Regions from separate parts of the Mus musculus genome. Here all the other regions are linked to region 4. The links are chromatin contacts, called in public Hi-C, HiChIP or PLAC-seq and promoter capture Hi-C maps. All regions are on one chromosome and are shown on one strand. Each heading gives the region's core, a stretch centred on a gene start, on an enhancer-like site or on the middle of the called end of the contact. The rest is flanking DNA. Distances are from core to core; before and after follow the strand shown.

Evidence for each region. A called contact is a pair of places that touch in the nucleus more often than the background predicts. HiChIP or PLAC-seq counts read pairs in DNA pulled down with a chosen protein or histone mark. Capture Hi-C pulls out chosen DNA fragments and counts their contacts.
Region 1: an H3K4me3 HiChIP or PLAC-seq map of the SCID.adh cell line shows a contact between it and region 4, with 10 read pairs. The contact joins the promoter of 5830418P13Rik here to the promoter of Uba5 in region 4. A contact is called at or near these places in 4 of 39 promoter capture datasets (the C10 cell line, cranial neural crest, hippocampal neurons and 1 more) and 3 of 115 datasets of contacts at active chromatin or transcription factors (the SCID.adh cell line, large pre-B cells and stem cell-derived neural progenitor cells).
Region 2: a contact with region 4 is called in a promoter capture Hi-C map of liver. The contact joins the promoter of Rab6b here to the promoter of Uba5 in region 4. A contact is called at or near these places in 1 of 39 promoter capture datasets (pre-B cells), 1 of 15 datasets of contacts at CTCF or cohesin (large pre-B cells), 1 of 484 Hi-C or Micro-C datasets (CD4 T cells), 5 of 115 datasets of contacts at active chromatin or transcription factors (bone marrow-derived macrophages, embryonic hindbrain, large pre-B cells and 2 more) and 1 of 9 other capture datasets (liver).
Region 3: a Hi-C map of erythroblasts shows a contact between it and region 4, with 5 times the contacts expected there. The contact joins the enhancer-like site here to the promoter of Uba5 in region 4. A contact is called at or near these places in 1 of 39 promoter capture datasets (cranial neural crest), 1 of 15 datasets of contacts at CTCF or cohesin (large pre-B cells), 1 of 484 Hi-C or Micro-C datasets (erythroblasts), 4 of 115 datasets of contacts at active chromatin or transcription factors (the 230-238 cell line, fibro-adipogenic progenitors, large pre-B cells and 1 more) and 1 of 9 other capture datasets (liver).
Region 5: an H3K4me3 HiChIP or PLAC-seq map of pro-B cells shows a contact between it and region 4, with 7 times the contacts expected there. The contact joins the promoter of Trf here to the promoter of Uba5 in region 4. A contact is called at or near these places in 2 of 39 promoter capture datasets (liver and pre-B cells), 1 of 15 datasets of contacts at CTCF or cohesin (large pre-B cells) and 4 of 115 datasets of contacts at active chromatin or transcription factors (the 230-238 cell line, the SCID.adh cell line, large pre-B cells and 1 more).

What each region holds. Positions count from the first base shown.
Region 1 is chr9:103,422,310-103,425,009 of GRCm38.p6, forward strand. It overlaps 5830418P13Rik (RIKEN cDNA 5830418P13 gene), which reads left to right and starts at 1,269. Exons shown (of 6, transcript NR_040466.1): 1 at 1,269-1,320. It overlaps Bfsp2 (beaded filament structural protein 2, phakinin), which reads right to left. Exons shown (of 7, transcript NM_001002896.3): 7 at 2,615-2,700.
Region 2 is chr9:103,110,768-103,113,467 of GRCm38.p6, forward strand. Rab6b (RAB6B, member RAS oncogene family) reads left to right here and starts at 1,307. Exons shown (of 8, transcript NM_173781.4): 1 at 1,307-1,459. The coding sequence starts at 1,390. It overlaps Gm46128 (a long non-coding RNA gene), which reads right to left and starts at 2,500. Exons shown (of 2, transcript XR_001779270.2): 1 at 1,759-2,500.
Region 3 is chr9:103,179,776-103,182,475 of GRCm38.p6, forward strand. It overlaps Rab6b (RAB6B, member RAS oncogene family), which reads left to right. Exons shown (of 8, transcript NM_173781.4): 8 at 1,407-2,700. The coding sequence ends at 1,471. Among named protein-coding and RNA genes, the nearest start is that of Srprb, 21 kb to the right of the region's middle. Within about 2 kb of position 1,421, at least 226 of the 459 cell types and tissues checked have an H3K27ac peak or open chromatin away from gene starts, as enhancers often do. A contact at or near this core is called in erythroblasts, fibro-adipogenic progenitors and pro-B cells, where this site is marked.
Region 4 is chr9:104,061,731-104,064,430 of GRCm38.p6, forward strand. Uba5 (ubiquitin-like modifier activating enzyme 5) reads right to left here and starts at 1,391. Exons shown (of 12, transcript NM_025692.3): 1 at 1,062-1,391. The coding sequence starts at 1,216. It overlaps Acad11 (acyl-Coenzyme A dehydrogenase family, member 11), which reads left to right and starts at 1,994. Exons shown (of 20, transcript NM_175324.4): 1 at 1,994-2,173. The coding sequence starts at 2,031.
Region 5 is chr9:103,228,949-103,231,648 of GRCm38.p6, forward strand. It overlaps Trf (transferrin), which reads right to left and starts at 1,338. Exons shown (of 17, transcript NM_133977.2): 1 at 1,226-1,338. The coding sequence starts at 1,268.

The DNA of each region.
Region 1 (2,700 bases), core at 19-2,518, 640 kb before region 4:
AGGAGAGAACCAACTCCCAAAAGTTGTCCTCTGACTCCACCAGCACCCCGACAAGCTCCTCCCAACAAACACATGGGTGTAATTAAGTAAAAGCTGGTGAGGTGGCCCAAGGGCTTATTGAAGAATGTGTGTAGGGCAGTTAAACAAAGGGCAGTGAACTGGGTGGCACTTACTGAATCCTGTAGTGGAGAAGCAACTGAAATCAGATTTATCTTCATGCCTTTGGGGACAAAATGAATTCAGGGAAGGGGCCATGCAAACTGTACAGTGCCACGTTGCTTTGTTTAGTCCTTGCCCCACCAAGATTGTCAACCCATGAGAACAGAAATGATCTTCCTTATATGGGTATTCCCCCTCCCCCCAGTCTGTCAAAACATTTGAGCATCAATCCATGCTTAAAAGAATTACCAATATCCTTGAAGTACAATTTAAGGACATTGTTATCAAAGGATGTGGGGGTCTCAACGCTAATGGGTGCTATTATGGTATGTGTGTGTGTGCGTGCGTGCGTGCGTGCGTGTGTGTGTGTGTGTGTGTGTGTGTGTGTGTGCGCGCGCACGCGCGCTCTCAAGCACACACCTGGAAACCCAAAATCCATGGAGTTGAGTAGTACGGTGTGGAAAGAGCTTAGGAGGAATCCAGCCAAAGCCCTTTACCCATCTACTCCAGAACAAATGCTCGTCACCACCGGCAGCAGCCTCCCCCACCACCTGTCAGGGAACCACTGCCAACGGGTAATTGTACCGTGATGTTGTGAGAGGAAGTCTGATTTTCAAAAGGCGCTGGCAGAATCCAGGGGCCAGCGGGGCCTTTTCATACCTGCTAACGAAGCCTCATTAGAAGCAGCAGGAGCCTGCGCTGGGAACTGGAAGCAGCCGTCAGTCATGATCTTCCCCTGCCAAAAGGTGATTAACTTTCTGACTCGCGGCACCTGCTCGTGGAGATTTGCAGGGCAGAAGAGTCTAAAACTCGCAGCCCCACTGGGAGAAACCCTTGAGAGGGCGCGCATCTACTCTCCTTGCATACCAGTGGCTTCCAGATTCGGCAAAAACAAACAAACAAACAAACAAACAAACAAAACCCCAGCATGGGGTCCTCTTCACCTTCCAGGCCCTGGGCTGTGTAGAGGTTGGAAACTGAAATCTTGGCTTGGAAATAATAATTAAGGATAATAAGAAAGGCAAGAAGGTCTTGCAGCATCCAATGTCGCTGAGACAGCTGCACTGTCTTCCTGATGGCTTTTGCACCCAGGTGGTTCAATTAGGAGCAGTTCGCAGCGAGCAAGCTAGCAGGGCAGTGGAGGCTTAGCTGAAACGGAGCGTAAGTGGTGTCTTTTCTATTTCTGGACTTCAGACACTGAATTATGTAAAGATATTGTGTAGAGTCTAAGTAACTGGCCTTCTGGGAGACTCGTGGGTTCTCTTTCTTTGGTCCTGCAGGCCAGCAAGGAAATCTACGGGACAGAATCCTAACCAGGACACACCTTGCTTCTTTTAAAAGGTTGTTGGCTTGTTTTGTTTTTTGAGACAGGATTCCTTTGTGTAACAGCCTTGACTGTTCTGAAACTCTTTTTTGTATGTCAGCCTGGCCTTGAACTCACAGAGATCCACCTGCCTCTGCCTCCTGAGTGCTGAGATTAAAGGTGTGCAACCTCACATTCTCGGCTGTTTGTTTTTAAATAAAGGTAAACACTGTTTATTGGTCTTTTTGGGACTTTACATCCATATGAAGGTCTTCAAATGTTCCCACACAGGGATGTATCCCTCTGTTGGGGTAAGTAGCTCACAGTGACAAAGGGACAACGACGGAGCTTATCTTGGTCTAATTCTGTGTAGCAGGCAGGTAACAGAAACAGACGTGTTTGTTTTTGTGGTGTGGTGGTGTGTGGTTTTAGAAGCACTGAGAGCCTGTGGTCCCACACAGGTGGTGGTTTCAGTTGTAATCTGAGGGCAGGAGGGTCTTGCCTTCGTGGGAAGCAGATGCATGAATAGATTTGGCTGGCCCGAGCCTTGAGAGGGCTGGCGTGGGGGGCGGGGGGGGGGGGTGGAGGGCGCTGGCATGTGGATCCCAAAAAAGAAATGTTGAGGCTGTAAATGGGTGAACTACCACAACCTAATTAGTCCCCCATGGGTTGAAACTGATGGAGAGGTGTTATGCTATGGGCAAATGAGATGTGTGTGTGTGTGTGTGTGTGTGTGTGTGTGTGACAGAGAGAGAGAGAGAGAGAGAGAGAGAGAGAGAGAGAGAGAGAGAGAGAGAGATTTGCATGTGACCAGGGTACCCGTCAAGTGCAGAACTTTTGAATGAACAGCCTTTGTGTGTTGATAAAACCAGAACAGTTGACCTTGAGGCAATGATGAGACTGATGGACTCATTTAACAGGCTCAACATGCTGTCTAGAAGCATCCAAGAATGGCTCCCAGTATGGGGGGTGTAGTGTATCATACACACTTAGCATGCATGAGGCCCTGGGTCCTATCCTTTGAACCAACAAAACAAACACACGCACATACTCATGAAACACCAACCCAAATCCCCAAAGAGGCCCTGGGACCTGCAGAGAAAAGGAAGGGTTTCTGCACCACCAGCAAGTTAGCCACAGCAAATGGCAGACTGGGAGCCACACGCAAAGTATTTATTCAGAGAGGCCTCGGTTGTTCAAGCTACAGACTACAGAAATGGGAGCAGAATTCTCTCCAC
Region 2 (2,700 bases), core at 57-2,556, 950 kb before region 4:
CATAAGTGTCCCCTGGGAAATCCGTAGGCACGGGTGTGTGTGTGTGTGTGTGTGTGTGTGTGCATTTCACTCCTGGCTTGCTTTGTGTAACATACACTACACATTCCAAACAGTCCCAAACAAACATTCCCTGAATGGCCAGAGAAGGTCAAGACCAGCAAGTGGCTGGAGAGGAAGAGGGGAGGGGCTTTGTAAAGCCTCAATTAACCCGATGCCTTAGAGTGTACTGCTTGGGGACTGCGTTTAACCTTAGTCTGGCGTCTACTCCTTGCTCTCACGCTACTGTGTGTGCCCTGCAAACTTAGAGGTCGCTCTCTTATACTCTTGTAGCTCATTACCCGAATAAACCTAACTAGCAGGGCGCAGGAGTGTGGTTGGGCTGACGGTCTCAGGATCAAAAGAGGCAGGGCATTGTCTTTGGGTTAGTGGAGCTGTCTTCTACCAGGCAGGTTAGGTTTCAAACCCTAGTAGGCATATCCTGTAAGGGTGTCTTCTCTCTCACTGGCCAGCTCCTCTGGGGACAACCACAGATCCCCTCCGCATGAAGAGTCTGAGCCTAGCTAGATAGGAGGTAAGCTAGAGGCCAGCAGGGGCCACCGAGGAGCCATACCCCAGGTCTGAGCCAGGTATCCGCACATCTTCCTACTCACCACCACACCACACACTGACCCTTTCCTATGTTCCCGCCCTGTCTGACCATCTATCTGGGTCTGAGACGGAAGAAGGGAACCGCATTTAGGTGTCAAAGACCAGAAACAAATGTCCTCTTGACCAAGTCCTGTCTTTTTTTTTTCCCCCTAGGTGGGTGGGTGAGACAGAAGCAGCAGGGCAGAGCAAGACGCTCCAAAGAGGGCACCTCTCTTAGGCTCAAGAGGAGGTGGCTCTCCGGAGCCGGCTGCCCGGGTGGGGGCTGGATGGCGCACGCCCCCCAAGCCCCGCAAACCCACGGGCTCCGCATGACATCAGAGGCTTGGGAGCGCGCAGAGCGCAGGCGCGGGCGGAGCAGGCGGGCGGGAGGGGGCGCGTGGCGCTGCTCGGAGAGCGCTCCTCCGCCCAGCTCGGTCCCTGCGCCCCGCTCCGCCCGTGCCTCGCTGCCCGCGCCGAGCTTCGGGCGTCCACAGCGCGCCCGTCGCCCGTGCAGCCAACGCCACCCAGGGCTGCGCCGCGCACCCCGCCTCCTCCCTTTCCGCCGTCGCCGCCGTCGGACACGCAGCCGCAGGCCGGGGCCCGGCCGCAGCTGGGGAGTCAGGGGCGCGCGCAGCCAGCCCTTCCCCCTCCGGCTCCCGCACCGCTCGCCGCCTCCCCTCGCCCTCCTCCTCTCCCCTCCCTGCTCCTTCACCGCTTCCTCCTCCTCCTCCTCCTCCTCGCCCGGCCCCAGCTGCCAGCACCATGTCCGCAGGGGGAGATTTTGGGAACCCGCTGCGAAAATTCAAGTTGGTTTTCCTAGGGGAGCAGAGCGGTGAGTACTCGGCTTATTCTCTCGGCTCGGAGCCGAGTCTTTTCCCCACGCCGCCCATTCAGCCACCCCACTAGGGACCCTCCCAGCCCTGGCTCGCCAAGGCCCTTCCACGCCCCGGTAGAGGAGAGGGATGCAGATGGGGAGATGGGGCTGGCTCGGGTGGGGCCGGGCTGGGGAGGACCAAGGGGGAAAGGAAGAAGGTGGTTCTGGGGGTCAAGGGATGAGGGTGAGTGTGAGATCTGGGTACGGGTACCCGGTGCAGGTGCGTCCGGGAGGACCGAGGGCGGCGGCTGGCTCACCCGCTCTAGGCGCCGGGCTCGCGGGCTCGCTGACTAGCTCGCACTGCGGCACAGGCTGCGGAGCACTGTGCAGGTGTCTGGGTGCCGGCGAGGGTGTGGGCGAAGGGACAGGAGCCTCTCTTGGGAGAACGAGGTGGGGCTGGGAGCTGGTTGCCCCCACCCCAAGGTTGCGCCCGAGGGGCTCCCTGCGGACCCTGCCTGGAATCTAGGGAAAGGACGCGTCCAGCTCTGGAGCAGATTGCTGCTGGGAAATGGGGAACACGACACCTGTCCCTTTTCGAAAAGAGTGGGTGCAAGTGGTAGGGTAACTGGGCACTTAGCTTCTCTGGCTTACATCCGACTGGGCAGAAGGTTCTAGACTCACTGTCCTTCACTAATGTGTTAGCCTCTTTGGGGCTTAGGGGTGTGGATCGTGAGAGTGAAGATTCTTCCCATAGCAGGTGACTTGGGGGATGGTACAGAGGCGTCTCATATCTGTGAGCTTGGCACTGGGCAGAGAAAGGCCTAGGCGACACGCCCTGCCTGGCTTCCCTGCCCCCTCTAGAGAGCATCAGTGGAGCCGGTGGATTCTCCCACCCCCCATCTCCCAGCTCACCGCCCTTCTTGGGGGAGGGGAGGTCACCGTGGCAGCCAGCCAGAGCCTAAGGAGGGGGAGAGTAAGGGTTTCTTTGCTGCCCAGGAGTCTCCCCTCCCAAGTATCTGACACCCAGGTTGGTCCAAGGTGGGAAGCTCAGACAGAAGAGCAGCGACCCCTCTGATACCTGTGGGAAGGAGTACCTCCTTGAGAGCCTCGGTCCAGGAGTCACATAACCAGGGGGTTACAGACATAAGCTGGGCTTCTGAGCATTTCTGCTGGAAGAGAGGGGGATCCCGGGGGGGGGGGGGGCGGGATTCCCAGCTCTAGCTCTGTAAACCAGTTCTGTTAGCTGGTTTGGAGGCCAA
Region 3 (2,700 bases), core at 171-2,670, 880 kb before region 4:
CATCAAACCAGAGCTGATTCATGGGAAAAGACTGGATGCTAGTATGAGAGATCTTGGATGCTGTGCCTCTGCTCCAGGCGATGGGTGTCACTGAGCCGGCTTAGGGATGCCATTCTGCTGAGCAAGGGGTGAGGTGGCTCAGAGGGGCACCTGGGAAAGATGAGAAGACCCCAGTGAGGCCTGTGCTCGGGACCAGCAGTGAAAGCCAGGACCTGGAGTGTCCTGGGATCAGTGGGGACCACCACAGAACCACAGTTAGCAGAGACTAGCATCACGGTGGTCTAGGAAGCGTTTGTAGAGATGTAGGGAGCAGAGGAAAAGGACCATGGGATGGGAGAGGGCAAAGCTGAGCTGAGGGGGAGGGGGAAGGAAGCAAGTTTACTTATGTGTACTCTCCAGTGGCATCAGGCATGTGGGGGTAAGTACACACACACATACCAGCAAGGTAGCACTGTATGTTTTTCTGTAAGCACACATACAAGATAGAAGGTAGGGAGAAAAATCAAACTGAAAATATATACCGTGCTGTGTGATTGACAGAAAGCATAAAATACTGGCTGCAAGCCAAGTAAAACAGCCAAGGCAAAGAGACAATGAAATTCAGGGTATGTTATGCCAAAAGAACCTCATATGTTACCCCCAAAGACGGGACACAGAGACATCCTTAGAATGCTAGCAGCAAGCTCCATTGCCACCCCACCCCACTCAGCCCAGCCAAGGATCTGGGTGGGGCTGGAGAGCATCCAAGGGCTTGGTGCACAGTAGTGGTGAGATGTCCTGGCTGGAGGCAACGCTAAAGTCTTGTACAATCAGTTAGTCTGGGTTTGTAGCCAGAGATGATGGGAAGGTACAGGCTGCCCTGCACTTTGCATCCGCTCCTCTGGTGTTCTTGGCAAGTGTGATTCAGCCCCCAGCCCCCAGAATGCTGTAGAAAGGGGCTGTTTAGTCCGTGGATGCAGCTTCTCACTGTAACGGCCTTGAGAAGTAAGGACCACCACCTCACATCCTCCTGTACTTTATGATATGGACACTCAATTCTGATCCTGGCCAGGGGACTCTTCCCTCCCAGGCGCTTTGGGGGAGGGCCAGCCGTTAACCAGCTGGTTGCTAACCATCTATTGCTAGATGCTGGAGTTGAAGCACAGTTTATCTGTCACCGGAGGAAGCTTCTAGCCAGACTCTGCCTGGCCTCTCTCTGTGTGGTGTTGATAGTGAGATCACAGCCCGGTTCACACTGGGTCGACAGTTTTGAGGGGCGGGGTGCAGGCAGGTAGAGACAGGAGAGAAACGGGTGGGAAGCAGTTCCTTCCTACTCCAGCCGAGCGAAGAGCTGAGGCTGTGGGTTTGCAGAGAGAGAGCATGGCGTCTTGGTGAGCGGCACTTCTTCCTTAGCCCGCCTCCTACAGTGATTGACATCAAGCTGGACAAGCCTCAGGAGCCCCCGGCCAGCGAGGGCGGCTGCTCCTGTTAATGCACCGCCCACTCGGCTTCCTCAGCGCCACTCACTTGTTTTGCCTCCTATAGCTTCCTAACGGGGTGGGAACTGAGTTTATCAAGACTGGAGGATCTTTCTTTTCTCTCTCTCTCTCTCTCTAGGAGTAGGGTGGGACATGGGGAGGGAGGCTGGGCATCAGGGACCACGTCACTCTTAACAGCTGTTACCTAAACAACTATTTTTTGGTTTGGTTGTAATATATTGTACTTTATTAAGATTGCCAAAAACTGTTAAAATTTAAAAAAAAAATTTAAATCATGTGTATACAACTTTTTGCCAGATTAGAAAAGTAGTCATTTTTATTTGAAAGAAGTGCTTTTTTGTTTGTTTGTTTTTGTATATTTGTAAACTTACAGAGAACCTCTCCACACACTTCTTCCTTCCTGTTCTCTTGGAACTGTGTGTCACCTCTATTTTCCTCCTACCCCCGCCCCCCCCAGCCCAGAAAATTAAAGCAATTAACTGAACAGTAGTAATTACATTCTAGTTCTGGGTCACATGGCCCAAACCAACCAAACCCGCACTCCACAGTCAAATCCAACTTTAATCTAACAAAACAGCCTCTGAGGGGGTATTGTCGAGTTCTTCCCTGGCAGAGTGGGACACATTGGCAGGCCCCTGAGAGGAGATGAAGGCCCGTGGACTGTAGATTCAGCAGCAGCTCCTTGGCTGCTTCCGCCTCTTCTCCTTCCCTGAAAAAAATAACCATAGAGCCAGAAAGCACAGGCAACAGTGTGTTCTCTGGGCTGACCCGGTGACAGACAGCAAGAAGTTACTGGAAGGATGGGGTGCGCTTGGCAGCTGAGGGCTGAGGCAGTGTGTAATCTACTGGCCCAACCATTGACACACATGGTTAGGCTGACTCGCCAACTCAATGTGTGATGCTGGGTGGCTCAGGGACACTGAAGCCTAGGGCACCTGCCATCACTGCAACTACCATTGAGGAAGTGAGAGGAGTCGGCCATGACTCCGGACACTCCATGTTGTCAGACCCTTGGATACTAATCTTGCCGAACGTTGTTCTGGAAAAGCTGATTCCTTGATGTGTCCTCACCTCTGGCGTGGTACGTTTGAAATCTTTGTATGAATACCTTTGGGAGTGTTGGCAGCTGCACTGCACGCATCTTGGAGTCACTGTGGGGTTTCCAGAAGGCTGCTGCCCCAGGGTACTGCAACTTGCCCCCCAGCAGGCTGTCCTTGCTATT
Region 4 (2,700 bases), core at 141-2,640:
CTGGAACTTTACCTACGTTTAAAACTACCCAGGTTTTAGCCTCACTGCTTATAGCCTTAGAGACTTGCTGGGGAGGGACCTAATGCCACAGATTCTATTGTATACTGCAGTCCATCTAAAATAGCTCCCTACACTTTTCTCACCTCCAGGATGAGAGAAAATGATCAGCAATCCCCTAGGACCGTGGTGAGAAGAAACATACATGTAACGGGAGGTCTAACAGCATGCTGCCGACTGTGGTCGTCTACGAGGTTTGCCATGCACGACTGCTGTTCTAAGAACTGCACATAAACTGCTTCAGTCTTCAGAACTATGGCGGAAACAGGCGTTCCTGTGGCCCCACTTACAGGGAACAATCTCACCCAGAAGTTCAGCAGCTGTTAGAAACCGTTCTAAGTTACTGACTACTCAGTAAGCTGAGAAGTGAAGCCACTCAATCTTCTAAGCCCATTTAAGGAGAGCAAAGAGGAGGGGTCAGGAGCCCTGGCAAAGCCAATATTCAGGGATATTCGTGAGCACCCTAGTAACTAACTCTCCCTCACCCTGCTCCATCTAAGTTACACCAAGAGGCATTTAGGAAACGGTGCTCTATCCTCGGCGACTTTACATGAGATATTATACTCTGACAGAGCTTTCTATGCATCAGCCGATGCAGAGCCAGGTAGACTAATAAAGATAATGGTGACAGGAAACTGGGTACAGGACAGCAGGCAGAAGAGCTCCACCATATGGATGGATGGCTTGGATTGTTTGTTTTTTTTTAATAAAATGTTATTTTCCTTCCTTGCAGAAAAAAAGGGGTCTCACTACACAGCCCAAAGTGGCCTACAACTCCTGTAGCCCAGACTGACCTGGACCTCACGACAACCCCCTCTACCTCACCCTCCCGAATGCTACGATGAATCGTGAGCCAACTCGCTTGGTGAAGAATATCTTCTGACTAGCATAAGACATGGCCTTGCCCATCTGGGAACTGGACCTCCACAGCAGGAAAGGAGCGGCAGGAGGCCGGCTGAATCCCTCGCGCGGAGCGTGGCCCTGCCCGCCCCGTCATGGATCACCTGTAGGGATTGGAATCCAACACCTCGTCGCTCATCTCCTGGATGCGGGTCCGGCCGCAGTGGCCGTCCCCTCCAGAGCGCCGGGTTCTCTCCCGGGCGAGTTCCTGCTCCAGCTCCTCAACCCGCTGTCGCAGCCGCTCCACCGAGTCGGCCATGGCTGGGCTCCCGGTGGCCTCCGATCCCAGGCCGGACCGCCGCCGTCGCCGTCGTCGCCGCCTCCCCACGCTGCCTCGCTGGGCCCACGAAGCGCAGGAGGAACAGACACAGCCTTCCAGGTCCAGACACCGGCGAAGCGGCTCCAAGGCTCCCAGTAAGACACGTCTCCGGCACGCCCACCGGGCTTCCGGCGTGCCACTTCCGGTGCGCCGCCGCCATCGCTCCGCTCGGTAAAAAAAAAAAAAAAATAATAATAATAAATAAAAACACTCCTCAAAACACTTAGCTTTCTTCTCTAGAACCAAGACCCAGGTCTCAGCAGAGCCAGCATCATATGTGTCCAGATCAAGTCGACGGCCATTCCGTCTTTCCTATCTAGGAGGCCATGAGAAACACCAGGGTCTTTTAATGCAGGCTCAAGGTTCTGGCGGACTCTCTTCTTGCACGGACCGCACAGGTCTTCCGCTGGCGCGTCCTTAGTCTAGGGTGACAGCTGTTTGTCTTCATTCGCCAGAGTCACGTTTGCGACCTTGTTTTTCTATAAGACTGAGGACTCCAGCTCTGACGCTGAGGGTAAATTCTAAGTCTGGTCCCACAACAGGCAATTCTTTTATTTCTCCACCAGACTCCGAGTCCCAGACTCCGCCTCCCACATGGCTTTGCAGCAACACTGCCCAGAGTCCCGGTGATTGGCTTCTCCTAAGCCCCGCCCGACCACGCCCCCCCCCCCCCCCCCCCAAGTGCCGGTCTCCTTTCTGCCTTGGCGCAACCTCCGTACAGTCTGTGGATTCCTCGGTGACAACAGTGGCGGTCATGGAGACGGATGTCACCAGTGACACCGTGGAAGTGCTACCCCAGCACAAGTTCGACCTCAGGTCCCTGGAGGCCTACCTGAATCAGCACTTGCCGGGCTTTGGGTCAGATTCCCGGGCTGTGCTGACTGTTACTCAATACAGGTATCAACCATAGCCTTTGCCTCCTGGGAACATGTCTGTGCTTGGTGCTTCGCTTCCTTTGGCCCTGGGTGGGTGTCTCATTTGCCCGGTCGGGATTTCTTTCCCTGCAAGGATGCTTCCTGGATAATTTGTACTCGAATCCCAGGCTAGTCTGAATTAGAGGGCAGGAGCAGAGGTGCAGTATCCATTATGCAGTGCAGTCTTGTTAAGGACTAAAATTATGTGTCTAATTCACCGAGAGTGTTGCGGCTGAACACTCTTGAATTCCTAATAGATATCTTCTGTGACCTTCTGTGCTACAATCTAAAGATCAGTTTCTGAGGGGCTGGTGCCATTTTGTTTAATTGACCTTAGTCACCTGGGGCTAGGTTAATAATACCAGCTAAAATATACCAATTCGATTCTAGACATTCCACTTCACTGTTTTTAGCACCACTTAAGGCCTAAGTTCTTGAAGCAAGGGAATTAAACGGGAGGAGGTGACTCCAAGAATACCTTTCCCCACTGACAAGTGAATCTGGTTTTAG
Region 5 (2,700 bases), core at 88-2,587, 830 kb before region 4:
TGTCTGGCCAGAAAGTCCCTGGGATCTTCCTGTGTTTGCTTCCCCAGGGCACTGTGGGTTCCCTGGGATCTTCCTGTGTCTGCTTCCCCAGGGCACTGCGGTACCCAGCTTTTTACATGGTTGCTGGGGTTCTGAATTTAGGTCCTGGTGTTTGCATGCTAAGCATCTGCCCAGTTGTACCATCTCCCCAGCTGGGTCACCACTGAAATCCACACGATGGAGAGATGCCGTCTGTGGGACCTGGCACTCCTAGCTCTTGTCACATCCCTTCCCTTTCGGGCAATTCAGCAGGGCTGACTTACTGACTCAGCAAGCCCACAAATCACTAAGCATGGATCGGGGTGGGTGAGGCCAATGGACCTCAGGATGGATGAGGAAGGACAACAGGGAGACTGATCGTCCCCAGCTCCTTCCCTTTAGTTCACCGTGGCCAGAGGGATAGACGACCTCTCTAGCCTCTTCAAACTAGTTCGTCTAACTTGTAAATTTTGACCTTGGTCCGGTGTCACTGTGCATAGCCACACAAGGTGTCCTGAGCTAACAAGCACGGAAGCCTGTTTCAGGCTGACAGTTGTTAGGGATGACAAATCACTCAAACTAGACAGCCCCAACACTGTGACAAATGCTAACTACAGTCCAACTGGAGCAGGCATTTGGGTCTTTGAGACCCCCCCCCCCTCTGGTGAGGAGTCAGCAGGATGCAGGACTGGGACCTGTGACCTCACCCTCACCTGACCCTCCCAGGCATGTGCGGTAACAAGCAAGACCCGTCGCAGGAGAAATACAGGTATGATTTGAACCCCAGAATTCTGGCTTCAAATCCCACACCCTAGTCTAAGCCACCAGCGCCAAAGGCATCCAAGGAGGCATCAGACAAAGGAGAGATAGCAGGATTAGATCTCAGGAAGTTGTGACTACCACACCATGCTGTTTGGACTATACTGAGGCCCCGGGATAGCGCCTGGGTAAACTGGTTAAAAGTTTTCTAACATCGCGTATACCATATCTTCAAATTACTGGACATAGGGGAGACAGCGTGATGAGGATAGTGAAAGGTAGAGACTGAATCAGAGCCCCAGATGCATGTGGATCCACGTTGTTCCTACGCTATGGAAGATGAAGATACCACAGAGAAGAAGCAAGGGGCTGGAAGCTGGGACTTCCAGCTTTAGCTCCTAAGGGTTGCATACATAGCCAGCCAGTCATCCCCTGCACGCACACTCACCCAGGGCAGCGCAGGCCAGCAGGGCACCCACGGTGAGCCTCATCCTCTCGGTGTGTGTGTGGCGAGGAGCGGGGAGTACAGACCGACCCGCTTCTGCGCCGCCTGCCCGTGGCCCGCTCGCCTTTATGCACGGAGGGAGGGGGCCGGCTGGGCGCAATCTTTGACCTCTTGTGTTTGCGCAGTCCAATTGCCCAATCACCCCGCATCCACCCCCTTCCTTTCTTGCCCTGATGATCACCTCATTTCCTGAGCTGTGGGACAGAACTGCGCATGGAATCCACTACCACGACAATCACACACACACACACACACACACACACACACACACACTCACTCAAAAAGCCTGTGTTTAGAAGGAAGCTAAAAGCAGAACCCACTCTTTGTTATCACTGCCTGGAGCAGCATGGTACAGCTGCTTGGGCGGGAGTGGCTTGCTCCCGGGTGCCAGGGCTTCTACTTGCCAACAGCTTCATCAACCTTATAGGGGGGCGGGGGGGGAGACTGAGGCTTGAGCGGAAGGGAAACTGCCTAGGACGGCAGACTAGAACCGGAGAAGGAACCTAACTGGGAAACTTGGCTCAGGTCAGAGAGGCAGCACGCCATGATCCCAGCAACAGTCCGGGGGCAGCTCTCCCTCCCTCTATCCCTGCCAGGCCTGGCCTGCTCTGGAGCTGAAAGCTTCCTGCCCTTGAGCTTCTGGTGAGACAATCCGGGCTAGAAACAGTCACAGGGACAAGAAACTCTCTCCCACTGCCAGGAAGTGGTCAAACTGTGAGGCTCAGAACAAAGGGCCAGTGTAAGCATAAAGAGGATGCTTCCTTTTTTTTGTTGTTGTTATTTTATTTATTTACATTTCAAATGTTATCCTCCTCTGAAAAAAACGCTCTATCCCATTCCCCTTCCCCTGCTTCTATGAGGGTGCTCCCCCACCTCTCACCCCCTCCACCCCAACTTATCTACCCACTCCTGCCTCACCTTCCTAGCATCCCCTTACACTGGGGCATCCATCCACAGGACCAAGGGGCTCTCCTTCTATTGATGCCATTAATAAGGCCATCCTCTCCTACATATGCAGCTGGAGCCATGGGACGGTCCTTCCATGTGTACTCTTTGGTTGGTGGTTTAGTCCCTGGGAGCTGGGGGGGGGTGTCTGGTTGGTTGATATTGTTGTTCTTCCTATGGGTTTGCAAACCCCTTCAGCTCCTTCAGTCCTTGGCCTAACTCCTCCATTGGGGTGCTAGTCTGATGGTTGGCTTTGAGCATCCACCAGTCTGATGGTTGGCTTTGGCTTCCTTGGCATCCTGATACCCCTGATTAAGTAGTCACCAAACTGCTTTGACTGCATTCATCACAGAAACGTTTCGCTTGCACCCTCCATACGTGCCGCCGTTTCAACTCTCACTAGAGTTGTGCATTTCAATCCTGTACATGGACTGGAAGATTCTGAAATGATGAAGTCAAAAAAAAATGGGCAT